2 separate regions of the Mus musculus genome follow, and region 1 is linked to region 2. Evidence: chromatin contacts called from public Hi-C data. All regions are on one chromosome and are shown on one strand. Each heading gives the region's core, a stretch centred on a gene start, on an enhancer-like site or on the middle of the called end of the contact. The rest is flanking DNA. Distances are from core to core; before and after follow the strand shown. Region 1 holds the start of Gsg1l (GSG1-like). Region 2 overlaps Gsg1l (GSG1-like).

Region 1 (6,268 bases), core at 3,197-5,696, 74 kb before region 2:
ACTTCCTGAAGAGCTCAAAGGGCCGGCAATGCTGGCATTGAAGAATAACCTGAGAGGCTGGGGGCAGGGCACTTGCCTCACGTATATGGGCCTGGATTTTACACTGGGCAGCGCAAACAACGGAGCGGAGGAGGAGTTCCAGCCCATCACTGTCTAATGAGGCCCGTTCCTTTCTCCCAGGAGACTCTGCCCTCTGGGAGGGAAGGCTTTAATTGTACAGAGCTCTGGGCCCCTCCCTCTTCTAAAAACCCTGCCCAAGTAGCATGGCCGTGCTGGTGTCTTGAGCAGGGGAATGAAGTAGGCTTTTGGCTTGGACACTGTGAGATTGTTTAAAAACTTCCCCAGTAATTGGCAACTGCCTAATCACTTGCTATAATTAGGAGAGCCTAGAGGCTTGGGGGCTCTGTTCTGCAGGGTTAGGAATGAGGAAGCTTAGAAGGAGGCGGCTTACAGCAGCTGACTCCAAGGAAGTGTGGAAATCCAAGTCCCCTGGGGATTATGCCCCTTCAAAGCGTGTTTGTATTTCCTGAAAAGTACCACTTTCATTTTTAATAGCAACTATTTTTTCTGGTAAATTTTTTTTTTATGTAAAACAAATGTACAATTCCCAGCTGTACAGCCAGTGAGGTTTCATGAGCTGAACACACAGCCTGTCCCAGCCACCGTCCCCTTCCGAGGGCAGTCATTGTCCTGCACTTGAACATGGGAGTCAGGGCTGGGACGGTAGCTCAGATGGGAAAGTGTTTGCCACACAAACGTGAGGGCCCAACATCAGCACCCACTTAAAAACCCAGCCGTGGCAGAGCAGACTTAGGATCTCAGGGCTCAGGAGGCAGAGATGGTCAGCCAGCCTAGCCTAAGCCAAAGCCCAAGGTCCTAGTGAGGGACCCTGTTTCAAAAACCAAGGTGGGCACTCCTAAGGAATGACACTGGAGGTTGACCTTTGAACCTTGGTGCCCCCCCCCCCCCGCCGAGAGAGAGAGAGAGAGAGAGAGAGAGAGAGAGAGAGAGAGAGAGAGAGTCTCACACTCAAAGGCACCTGTTGCCTGGCAAGCTCCCTAAGTGCTGGGAAGGTAGAGACCCTGTGGTCGCTCTGGCTTCTCTACAGGGGTGTCAACAAACTTCTGCCAGACGCAGTTGCAGGCCTAGTGCTGGAAGGTAAATTGATCTTGTAAGAGAAGCCGAGAACCTGCGTTTTTATGGCAAATCTTGGATTCTTGAATGTGGCCAATGAGGAAATGTTGGCGCATATGGTACTAACTTCATCCAAGCCAAACCAAACATGCTTCTGGCCGGATTTGAACCGCTAGCTGCCAGTGTAGGGGATCTGGAGGGCCCCAGGCCCATCAGAGAAACAGGTCTGAAGATAAACCTCACCGTTTAGATTAATTCACTAACACTGGGGGTCAGAGAGGGAGCGACAGCAGTTGCTAGGGCAGCAGGAGTGGAGGTCAATCGTAGGAAGGACACTCAGGATGAGGTGGCAAGGCCATTCCAGTGGGAACAGCTTGATGGATGTGCAGAGTCAGGGACCACAGAGGAGTTTGGTGTTGTCATGTGCTGTACCACAGAGCCGCAACCACAGTGAGATGTGAGCAGAGATGTGAGCAGAAGCCGGTGGTGTTCGCAGGGCAAGCCGAGGTGAGACGGGGCTGAACCTTCTGCAGCAGGTGCAGAGGTGGGCAGCTCAGGTGAGGGCTGGGGACAGGAGCCTATTGGCCGGCCTTGGCTGCGTCAGTAGGATGAAGTGAGTACCAAGGTCTTGGGTGCAAATTCCTAGTTCCTTAAACCATACCCAACCCTTGTCTGTTACCAAGGTCAATGTAGCTACGACTGTTAGTTCATTATGTAGCCCAGGATTCCCCGGAACGCATAATCCTCCTGCCTCAACTTCTGGGGTTACAGGGTGTGCCACCCTGCCTGGATGCAGCTCTGCCATTATTTGGTATGAAAATATCCATGGTATCCAAAGGGCTTTCTGATACATTGAGAGGGTTTTCAGGAAGGCATACCTGAAAGGTAGCTCCTCCTACTGGTCTCTACTATCAGCTCTGGTAGAACATTCAGCAAGCACAAAATCAATCCCAATTTGAATTTTTCTCTATGAGCCCCTGACCTTGCAGATGCCCCTGAAAACCTCCTTACATTCCGTGTTCCATTTTGCCTTAAACAAATCATGCTGGGTCTGCCTTTCAAATCACCCCAGGAGGGACTGGTTGCGGCTCTGTGGTACAGCACTTGCCTAGCAGACATGACCCTGGGTCCCATCCAACCCTGGGTTTCATTGCCTAGAGCAAGCAAGCAAACAGAAACAACCCAGAGCTTTCTTGGCCTTTGGATGATCCTGCCTGAACCCCTGGTGTCACTTACCTACCCCTAGCTGATCAGCAGCCATCTTTATTCACTTAGCAGCTGGAGTGGGTCTTCTCCAGATCATTGGACTCTGCCCAGACCCTCTGCAGGCCCCACATGACTCAGACCTCTGTGATCTGTCCTCTGCTGTTCCCTTGCTGTCCCTTGTTCAGGCTGTGCTCCCTCCCTCCAACCCCCAACCCGCCAGGGTGTCAGGTTTTTGCATTGGCCATTGGTTCCCCTGCTAGGAACTTTCTTTCCCTGGCAGAGAGCCTCCTGGTGTCTCCCGGCTTTGCTCCAATGCACCTTCCTATGACACCTTCCTCCAAGCTCCGCCCACATCTACCCCTCCCTGCCCTTCACCCCTGCACAGGCAGCCTGTGCTGGTCTTATTAATGTCACTCATGTTCTCTCTTCTTTCCTGAGCTGAGCATACAGTGGCTGCTCAGTGAGCAGGTGGTTGGGTACCCCTGACAGGATATCACAGCGGGTCTCTGCTTCCTCTGGGTGTTACTTAAGAAGAGTAGTCCCTGAGACTTTTCCTCTGGGCTCTCCTTGCTTTGAACTCCTCCCCGCTTCCCGCCCCAGAACAGGGTTCCCAGCTTGAAAGAAACGTGCCTTGCCACATGAATACTAACTGAGTCTCAAGGCCAAGGAAGTGTCACGTCAGTGCACACCCCAGGGCTGCATTTAAACGTGGACAGGCTCAGATGATACATATTGCATGCCTGTTGAGGGCAGCAGATTCCTTGTGGTCGTTCATTCACATTAACCAATACTCGAATGCACCATTGCAATCCAGAAGTTCTCCTGAAAATAGTTAGAAACTCCTTGTTTGGGGCCAGAAAGAAGCTCTGATAAGCAAGTGCAGGGCTCCCCTGGCTGTCCTCACACCAGCATTGCTTTAGTCTCTCCTGCCCCCAGGCAGAGTGGCAGCAGCTGGCAGTGAGTGGGGCTCACCCACAGGAGTAAGGCAATTCGTAATCTGTTAACCTTGAATTCTGCAAAGCCTGCCACTCGGCAAGCTGGGGGTGGCTGGAGTCATTCTTGGCTTGGGCAGAATTCAAATTAGCTCCTGCAATCAATGTGCAATTAATGGTTGCACACCCTGGGCATCCAGGCACTGTGCCCCATGCAGTGGGAAGAGTGAAGGGTGTAGCTTCATCTTAGAGCAGAGGTGGGGTTGGGGGTGCTCACAGATGAGCAATCCTAGTTTGAGAAAGAGATGCTAAAAAGGTCTGAGTTTCGTCAACTCCTTGGCCCAGATATTCCTAATAGTGTCAGCATTTACTGAGTGCCTACTGTGTGCCAGATGCCTTCCCCACCTCTGGCTCTGGAACACATTCTTTCCTTTTTATAGATACAGAAATCGAGGGTCAGAGAGAGCAAGTGTCTTGTTCAAAGTCACACAGCTGGTCGAGTCCTGGATTTAACTGACTGCAAAGTCAGGATGGTTAACCAACCCTGCCCGGCCAGTCTTAAGCATTCAGCATTCGCAGACCTGCAGGACACCACCTTTTGGCGACCACGACTTGCTGTTCTTTTTGTGGCCTCTTGAGTCATGTTCTGGGTCTCTGGTGTGGATAGCCTGGGTGGAGAAGCCCTGTTTGTCACATCCTATGCTCGCTTCCTTGTGCAGGCTGCCTCTTTGCAAGCTCTCTGCCCTCCTGTGTGGTGACAGAGAGCCTGTGGATAGGAATTGGTCTCAGATAGCAAGGGTGAGCAGGGACAAGCCTTTCAAACGCTGAGGCTCTGCATCCCCATCCCTTCCTAAGCTCCAGATGGGTCTTGCAGCCTTTGCAGAGGCCCCTGACAGTCTAAAGACCCACAGAAGCTGCCTTGTCACTTATCTGGCAGGGCTGTGTGGGTCTGGGTGAGAGGTCTTCTCCTGCCTTGAGTGAGGCTCCTTTGGGAGCGTCTTGCCTGGGATCTCTCACTTGTCCCTCTCCACTCCCGCGCGGATCTGTCCCCCGCCCGCGCCCAGCGTGGCGCGCCCCCTCTCCGCGCGCGGGCGGGCGCTGAACAGTGTCGCCGGCCGCCTGCAGGTGTCTCCCCACGGAGGGGCGCGCGTCCCTGCGCCGTGGCCGCTGCCAGGCGCCCGCGGCTGCTCGCCGAAGCGCACTCGCGCTCCGGGCTCCGGGCGCGCTGGTCGGCTCCACTCTGCGGCCCCAGTCGCCCCGCGTCCTCGTCGCCCCGCGTCCCCGCCGTGGGCCATGGGCCTGCGCCGCGAACACCGTCGCCGACCGCAGGCACCTGAGCCCCGGGGCGGGCGCTGACGCGGGCACCGCTGCCAACTTCGCGCGGAGCTGCGGGCGGCGCGGGCGGCATGAAGACGAGCCGCCGCGGCCGAGCGCTCCTGGCCGTGGCCTTGAACCTGCTGGCGCTGCTCTTCGCCACCACCGCCTTCCTCACCACGTACTGGTGCCAGGGCACGCAACGGGTGCCCAAGCCTGGCTGCGGCCAGGGCGGCGGCGCCAACTGCCCCAACTCGGGCGCCAACGCCACGGCCAACAGCACAGCCGCCCCCGTCGCCGCGAGCCCGGCCGGCGCGCCCTACAGCTGGGAGGCGGGCGACGAGCGCTTCCAGCTGCGCCGTTTCCACACTGGCATCTGGTACTCGTGTGAGGAAGAGCTCGGTGGCCCGGGTGAGTGCTGGCGCGGGGCTCCCCGGGGACGCGCGCCCGCTGGTCCCGGACCGGGGAGGTGGCGCGTCCCGGTCCCCCGCGCGCGCACCCTGGCTGCGAGTTCCAGTGCGTGCGGTCCCTCTTCGGCCTGAAGTCATTTCCCCGTGTACCCCTCCTTGCTCCCATCCGCCCGTCTCAGCTCGGGAGGTGATAGTGGGGGCCGGGGACCTTTGCTGTAGGCAACCCTTCCCACCGCAGATCTCCGGGGCCAGGAACCCAACGGTTCTGCTACTCTCAAGCTGCGCTAAACGTCTACGATAGGGCTGGAGAAAGCAGGGGATAGAGGAGTCTGATGAGCACCCTTATGTCCTTCCACTAGCCGGGGTATCCTGGAGCCCTCCCAGGAGTGGATGCGGGAGTGGATGGTGTGGGAGGGAGGGAGAGAAGGGAGGCAGGCGGGAAAACAGGCAACTTAGGCACTGGAGCTGAGGGATCCTGGCTTAGCACAAGTCTCTTTCAGAACTGGGGAGGGGGCAGGCTTTTCAGAAAGTAGACCGACACTTCTGTCCCCTCACCCAGACATATGGGGCTGAAGTGAATACCCCCAAAAGATAGCAAGTCTGGAGCACTCAGGGGACCTCTGCCTGATAGGGGACTGTGCCATATGGTGGGTGGTACTGGCTATGGATTCAACCCACAGCTTTCGGGTAGTAAGCCACTGTTCTGGCAGGATCCCTTTGGAAGCGCCGTCTCCCCCTTTATGTAGCTGTATCTTCCTCACACTCAGCATAGTCTAAAAGCCTCCTGTCTAAAACTTCTTGCTTCCACAAGCCTGATCCTCCCACACCACAGCAGCCACGGAGCACGGTAGACATGTGCCCCCTCCAGGCTCAGGTCTCCATAGACCTTCATACACGACAGCCCAAAGAATGAGAAGGGATGACCATGGGTCCTCCTCCAACTGCAGGCAGCAGTTCCTGAGATCTGGGAGGCCCTGCCCTGGGGGACATGCCACCCTACAGTGCCTGGATGGGCCTTGTCCCTGGCAGCTTGAGGCAACCTGCCCTGCCTTTGTAGTGTGCCTGGGCTCTCATCGGAGCCTGCTGGCTGTCCCAAAAGCTGTCTGAAGGCGGCTGCCCATAAGCTCTGTAGCCATCCCTGGCTCCGTGCTTTGAGCAAGCATCCCAAGCTTTATGTCCAAGCTTGACTGCTATGTTTTTTTTTGTTTTTGTTTTTGTTTTTGTTTTTGTTTTTGTTTTTGTTTTTGTTTTTGTTTTAATGTTAACAGAAAC
Region 2 (6,491 bases), core at 3,889-6,388:
TAGTGCGCAATTCTTCTGCTTACTTAATTTACTGCAGTTTAGTGATTATCTTGTAGACGTATGGGGTGTGTGGAGATGACAACATACTTGGGAGAGGGTGGAACCGACTCCATAGGGGCCCAAACTGCTATTGGCATCACCCTAGGGCCACCGCTGTCCAGCAGTCCTCCGTACCGCCACTTGGGCTCCATAGTAAATTCCAGGCCAGCCATGGATCTAGAGCCTGTCTTAAGACAAACACACAGCAGAGCCAGCTAACCTGGTGCCAGTTTACCCACTAAAGTAGACACACTGTTGCCTTGCTCAGGAGCAGCCTGTCCCATCCTGTGTCACCTAACCTGGTCCTGCAATTGCCCCTCTGTGTGGAGCTGAGTATTGAGGAGAATTCCCCAGCCATGTTTCTAGCAGCCCACCGTCTGGAGCAGCAATTCTCAACCCGAGGGTCACGATGCCTTTGGTGGGGGTGGGGGTCAAACAACCCTTTGACAGGGGTGGCCTAAGACCATCTGTATACCAGATATTTACATTACAATTCATAACAGTAGTAAAATTATAGCTATGAAGTAGCAACAAAAATAACTTTATGGTTGGAGGCCACCACAACATGAGAACAAAAATAACTTTATGGCTGGAGGTCACCACAACATGAGGACCTGTATCAAAGGAAGGCTTCATTAGGAAGGCTGAGAACCACTGAGCTAGAGGGAACAAAGTGTCAGAGCCACAGTCTGTGGGCAGAGACCTTCAGGAGCATAAGTGAGGGAGGGGTGGCTGATGCAGGAAGGGTCTAGAAGAAGTGGTTTCTTGTCTGACCTTAGGGCAGCAGGAAAAAATAGCTCTGTGGGATGAATGGCCTGTGAACACAGACTGTGTTGTTAGTATGGAGACGGTGGCAGGTTCGCAGGAGACCCTGGTGAAGAGCTGAACAATGGAAGGAAGAAAGACTCAGAGAGGCATTCGTGCTTGTTCAAGGTTACACATTAGTCTGTGGTCAGTGCTGTCTCCCTCCCTATTGTTGAGGACTTTGGATCAGTGTCCTGCGCACCCCACCACTCTTCCAGCTGCTGAGCCTCAGGGCCACCAGCCTGAACCCCCACACCCTGGCCCTCTCTGATCCTGCCTTTCTTTCCTGGAGTTCAGCATCTCTAATTATGGACTAGTGTGAAGCCCCTCAGCCTGGGGGGAGGACGACTCTCAGATCACAACATCTAATGATTACTTTAGCTGCTCCAATTCCAATTACACAGGATTACCTTTCCAGGTAATTAGGGATCTGGGTAGCTTTGCCTGCTCGTTCTCTCGCACAGGGTTGTATTAACCCTGACCAGTGACCGGCTTTCATGTTCTATAATTGGAAATACTTTCTCTGTGCTGAGAAGCCTGTTGAGCAGAAACAGTGGTGATTTAAATTTCTAAGTGGCTCTGTGGGCTCAGCACACTCTGCTGAGAAATCGCCGTGCGGCTCTGGGGTCTACAGGCTTGGCACAGGATTGGGTAGTGTGCATCCTGCACCAGAATCCATAGCTTTAGTTAAAGAGAACTTTTGCCTGCAAGTCTACCCTGCAGCTCAGTGCTGAGCGTGGGATGTGCTGACACTTGTAACCAGATCTTAGCCCGTGTGTTAGTTCACTGACATTGTAACAAATACTTGACATAACTACAAAGAGGCAGGGTTTATATCAGCATTTAGTGTGGAAGGCTCAATTCCCCGATTCTTGACCCTGCCGTTTTGAGCCTTTGCAGGCAACACTTCTGTCAGGGTTAACTGACAGAGCATACACAGAGGGAAAGATGGACCATGCTCCCAAAGCCCCCTCCAGGCCACACGTCTCATGACCTCACTTCCTCCCCAAATCTGCACCTGTCCCATCGTTTACATAAATGATACTATATTTGTGTCCAGCATCTGCCATGTGCTTGGTACTATGTACTCTTTCATAGTGCCTGTGTAGTACATACTATGTTGCAGATAGCCTATACTACCAGGTGCAATGCAAATGAAATGCAGATACTATGTAAATGATATAGAAATAGCTGCTGGTCTGCCTTGTTAAGGCAATAATATGAAAAAGCCAATCTGTGTTCAATATGGATCATTTTTCTCTCTTTTTTTTTTTTGAGGCAGGGTCCCATTCATTATACAGCTCAGGCTAGCCTCAAACGCAGCTAGCTGACTATGTCAACCATAATCCGAAAAGCTCAATAATAATTTCTCTCCCATTCACTGGGCTTGAAATCACTTCAGAGACAAAATGTTGGTTGTTTTGGGGAGTTTGAGAGAAGCTAAAAAAAAAAAAATGGATCAAAGTCACCCAGATTGAAATAGCTCCAAATGTTGGCCCAGCTAAGGTGGAAAATGAGAGGAACACTTTTTAATCTCCCTATGTCCTGACAAAAGATGAAATGTGACAGGCTACTTTCAACTCTGAACCCTGCATTCCACTCCTACCTAGCTCCCTCTCCCCCTCCTGCCTCCCTCTTCCCACTAGTTGCCTTCTTAATCACTTGCTTCCCCCTCCTCCCACCTATCTCACTGTCCTACCCATCCTGTCTCCCACTTCCATCACTGCCTTTCTCACCATGATGGACTTCCAACAAAACATGGGCCAAGATAAACCTTTCTTTCCCATACCATACCACACACACACACACACACACACACACACACACCACCACCACCACCACCACCACACATCACACACACATATCCCCATACCATACCACACACACACACACACACACACACACACACACACACCACCACCACCACCACCACCACCACCACCACCACCACTACCACACATCACACACACATACTCCCATACCACCCCCCCCCACACCATACCACACAACACACACAAACACATCATACCACACACATAAACACCATACCCACACATACCCTACCATACCACACACACACACACACACACACACACACACACACACACACACACTACACACACATACATGCACCAGCTTTCTCCTGTTGTAGTAAATGTTAGACCCACCTGACCCCTACAGCTAACTTAGAAATGTTGAGGCTGTCTCTGTACCAGGCTGGGGAAGAGGAGGAGACATCTTGTTTGATTGGCAGGGGCCGTGGAGTTCTCTGTCATCAGCATGTCTCCTGTTCCAGGGGGAACTACTAGAGTGAAGAGAATTCTGGGCAAACTGGGTCAGGGAGGTGAGCCGGGCAAGAAGGGCCAGGTGAGGGTGTGCCAGGAGGGGCTGCTGGGGGAGGGGTGGGAGTTCAGGGGCTCTGGTGACTCCCCAGTCCTCTGCCTCCTGTGTCTTACATTGGTTCCTCCTTGCTCTGCCTGCTGCTTCAAAAAAGGGACCAACTCCTGTTCCCATCCTGCCAGGGAAGGAAGACGCCAGGGTGAGATCTTAGATGACTCCCGAGTGGCCACATGCCAAAGGCTCTTCTTTAAGCTTGGGGCACGTCTCAGAGACAGAAGGAGCTCCAGGGACAGGGCCTGGTGAGGGCAAGTTAGGTTGTTTGGGATGTGCCTCAGAAGGGGACACCAGGACCCTTCCCCCCCTCTCTGCTTTCTGCCCACCGGGAAGGAAGCCACTTCTGTCGTTCACAGGCACAAAGCAAGTAGCCAAGAGACTGAAGCCGGTCGCAGCCATGTCCTCCAAGCTAAAACACTTCTTTCAGGCTCAGGAAGCAAACCTCACAAACCCAAGGAGACGTCTCAAAAAGACGAAGCTCTCAGGACTGCTCCTGCAGTCTGTGCAAACAGGAACAACTGAAGGGTGGCATCTGTCGGGGTGAAGCTTCTGTGAGTTACCTACCTCATTAAGTGACCTCAGCAACCTCACTGCCTCACCAGGCTGGATTTGGGTGGGAGTCTTTCTTTAGTCTCTCACTGGGAAGTCTATCTGGAGTGAACAGAGATTCGTTCATGTCACCTCTGAAAAATCCCATGACACCTCTGAAGCTGTAAGCTGTGGTAAACCTTTCCCCATTTCAGATGACTCCCCTGGGAGTTTGTCCCACCAAACAGAAAGCTGAGGCGGGGGTCTGGTCTCAGCTGCCATTTTCCAGGCCAGGAGCTGAGGCCGTTGATGGAGCTCTGGGCTGCCACCTGCTCTGTGTAGTAAATCTTCCTTCTGTATACAATCTCTAAGAAATGGGGTCCCCCTTGCTGCGCCCTCCCTCAGCCCTGGCACACAGAAGACATGGAATGGGCACCGTCTGCATGCCAGTCCCCTGCAGGCATGCGATTCTATTGACGCCTCATCAGAGCCCGCAGAGGTGTTTTGGTTTCTCTTGTTTCCCCGAGCGGGGAAGTTGAGGCTTACCGAGCTAGAACAGGGCCACGCAGTGTCAGAGCTGGGGTTTAATTCCGCAGCATCCGAGGACCATGCTAAAGAGCATGGGGTCTGGGTTCACATTCCGGCTGTGCCTCAGTGTCCGCAGAGCACCAGACAAGCTACCCACCAATTATGGCTCAATGTCCCTTCTGTAAGGCGAGGGTCACATCACAGCTTGTGGGGTTCTGAGACCCAAAATGAGATGATCCATGCAAGAGTAGGTCAACAAATATCTGGTTGAATATTTCGTTCTATTCCCCTGCTCATCAGTTCCCCCTCCCCCTGCCCTTCCCCCCTAGCCTCCCCCCTCCAGTCATGAGCTAACTTGTGTTTCTGTCTATTCAACTAATATTCAGCTACTCCACTGAGGGTGGCAAGAGTCCCATACACCCCAGGCACTTCCACAGCCTTCCTTTCATCCCCCCTCCCCCACCCTAGCTCTCTGACGTCATAACTTAGCTCTGGTGTATGTCAGAGCTGTAAGACAGTTGACTCAGAGAGGTTGATCGGGGAGCCTAATGACACACAGCATCATGGCAGGTCCTATTTGGCTTTGTGCCACTTTTGCCCGGTTGGAAATGCCACCCCACCTACAGTTCTGGCCCCTTGTTTGCTTCTTGGGCTCTAGACATTCTTTGGGTTGCTCGCTGTGTGTTCCCACAGCCTGGGAGGCCCCTGCCTTGAAGCGGACAGCTGTCAGGGTCCACGTGTTGGAGCAGCTGAGGGAATCCAAAGCCCCCCTGCTCTTGCTGCATCCCATCTGCTGCCTCCCACAGCCTTGTCATCGGCAACCATCTGCCGGGTTCCCCAGAGGCATTGCAATGCTTGAATGTGGCATAGATGCCCAATAGGCTTTGTGGCCGTGTGGATCAGGGAGGGACCCGTGCCTGCAGTTCCTGGAACCTTGAGCTCCAGACAGCCTCCAAGTGGAGGTCCTTGGAGGCCAGAGTCCACCTAGCCTGGTGCTCTGGGGCCAGCTGGGTGGCAGTGGATACCACTAAGGTTCCTCTGGCTTCCCAGCCTGGGCTGTCCTGGCCCTGCTTGCCTGGAGCAGCCAATGTGATAGGCTGGAGGCAGGGCTTCTCTGGGCTGCTTCTGCCTGGTAGCCTCTGACCCTTGTCTACCCCCTGTTTGTGGATTTGAGTGGAGGCTGTCCAATCCTCTCACTAGCTTCTATTGTTTGTGGCGCTGGGGACAGAGGAGCCTTGAGCTTGCCAAGCCAACGCGCTCATGTCTAGTCACACCCCAGCCTGTTTTAAGTCACTGTGATGATAGTTTTACTGCAATTTTGTTGTCCTCCTGGGGAATTGGCCCATGGAAAGTGTCCACTTTAGCAATAGGTTCAGAGCTGTGTGCCCACTGCCACCTGGTGTAGTGCATCTTTGTCACTCAGCACCTGTCCCTCCTCAGTTGGCCCCCAAACTAGACAGCAGTCATTGTAGAATTGTGGCCTCTGTGGTTGCGTTCACTTCTAAGGGGTTTTTCAAGAGTTATCCTCTCTCTCTCTCTCTCTCTCTCTCTCTCTCTCTCTCTCTCTCTCACTCTCTCTCTCACTCTCTCTCTCCCATCCTCCCTCCCTCTCCCCCTCTCCCCCTCCACCTCTCTCTCTCCTCCCACCCTCTCCTTCTCCTCCCTCTCCCTCCCCTCTCTCTGTCTCTGTCTCTCTTTCTCTCTCTATGCATGGTGCACATGTGTGTGACAGGCAGATGTGTACATATGCACGTGTGTTTTCACAGTTTTTTTTTTAAATCTTCTTTCTTTTGGAGACAGGGTCATCGAACCTGGGTTTTCTGGATTGGATTCAGTAGCCTAGCTGAGCTGCAAGGACCTCTTATCGTCCCCCCTGGGGTCACCGGTGTGTGCCACCAAGCCAGGCTCTTTGAGCGGGTGCTGGAGTTGCTCTCAGGCCTTTCTGTTGGTGCCGCAGTCACTTTACCACTTATCCACCTCGCCAGCCCCCTAATTCATTTCTTTTGATCACCAAATAATGAGCTTTTAAAATTGACACAATATTTGTACTTATTTACGGGGCATCAGACTTTGGCGTGTGGCTGTAACGTGTAATTATCAAATTGGGTAATTAGCATTCTCAGCTCCTCCAGCAGTTACTTCAGATGCTCTGAAATATACAGTGAACCTCTGTGGACTGTACCAACCCTCTGGCTCGC

Evidence for each region. Hi-C and Micro-C count contacts between places; a contact is called where the count stands out from the background.
Region 1: a contact with region 2 is called in a Hi-C map of cerebral cortex, with 3 times the contacts expected there. The contact joins the promoter of Gsg1l here to the enhancer-like site in region 2. A contact is called at or near these places in 3 of 39 promoter capture datasets (the 3T3-L1 cell line, hippocampal neurons and second pharyngeal arch cranial neural crest), 5 of 484 Hi-C or Micro-C datasets (the G1E-ER4 cell line, cerebral cortex, forebrain and 1 more) and 3 of 115 datasets of contacts at active chromatin or transcription factors (embryonic forebrain, forebrain and stem cell-derived neural progenitor cells).

Annotation. Positions count from the first base shown.
Region 1 is chr7:126,080,589-126,086,856 of GRCm38.p6, reverse strand. It overlaps Gsg1l (GSG1-like), which reads left to right and starts at 4,446. Exons shown (of 7, transcript NM_001101488.1): 1 at 4,446-4,997. The coding sequence starts at 4,679.
Region 2 is chr7:126,007,553-126,014,043 of GRCm38.p6, reverse strand. All of the region lies in intron 2 of Gsg1l (GSG1-like), which reads left to right. Among named protein-coding and RNA genes, the nearest start is that of Gm51456, 58 kb to the right of the region's middle. Within about 2 kb of position 5,138, at least 33 of the 459 cell types and tissues checked have an H3K27ac peak or open chromatin away from gene starts, as enhancers often do. A contact at or near this core is called in cerebral cortex, forebrain and hippocampal neurons, where this site is marked.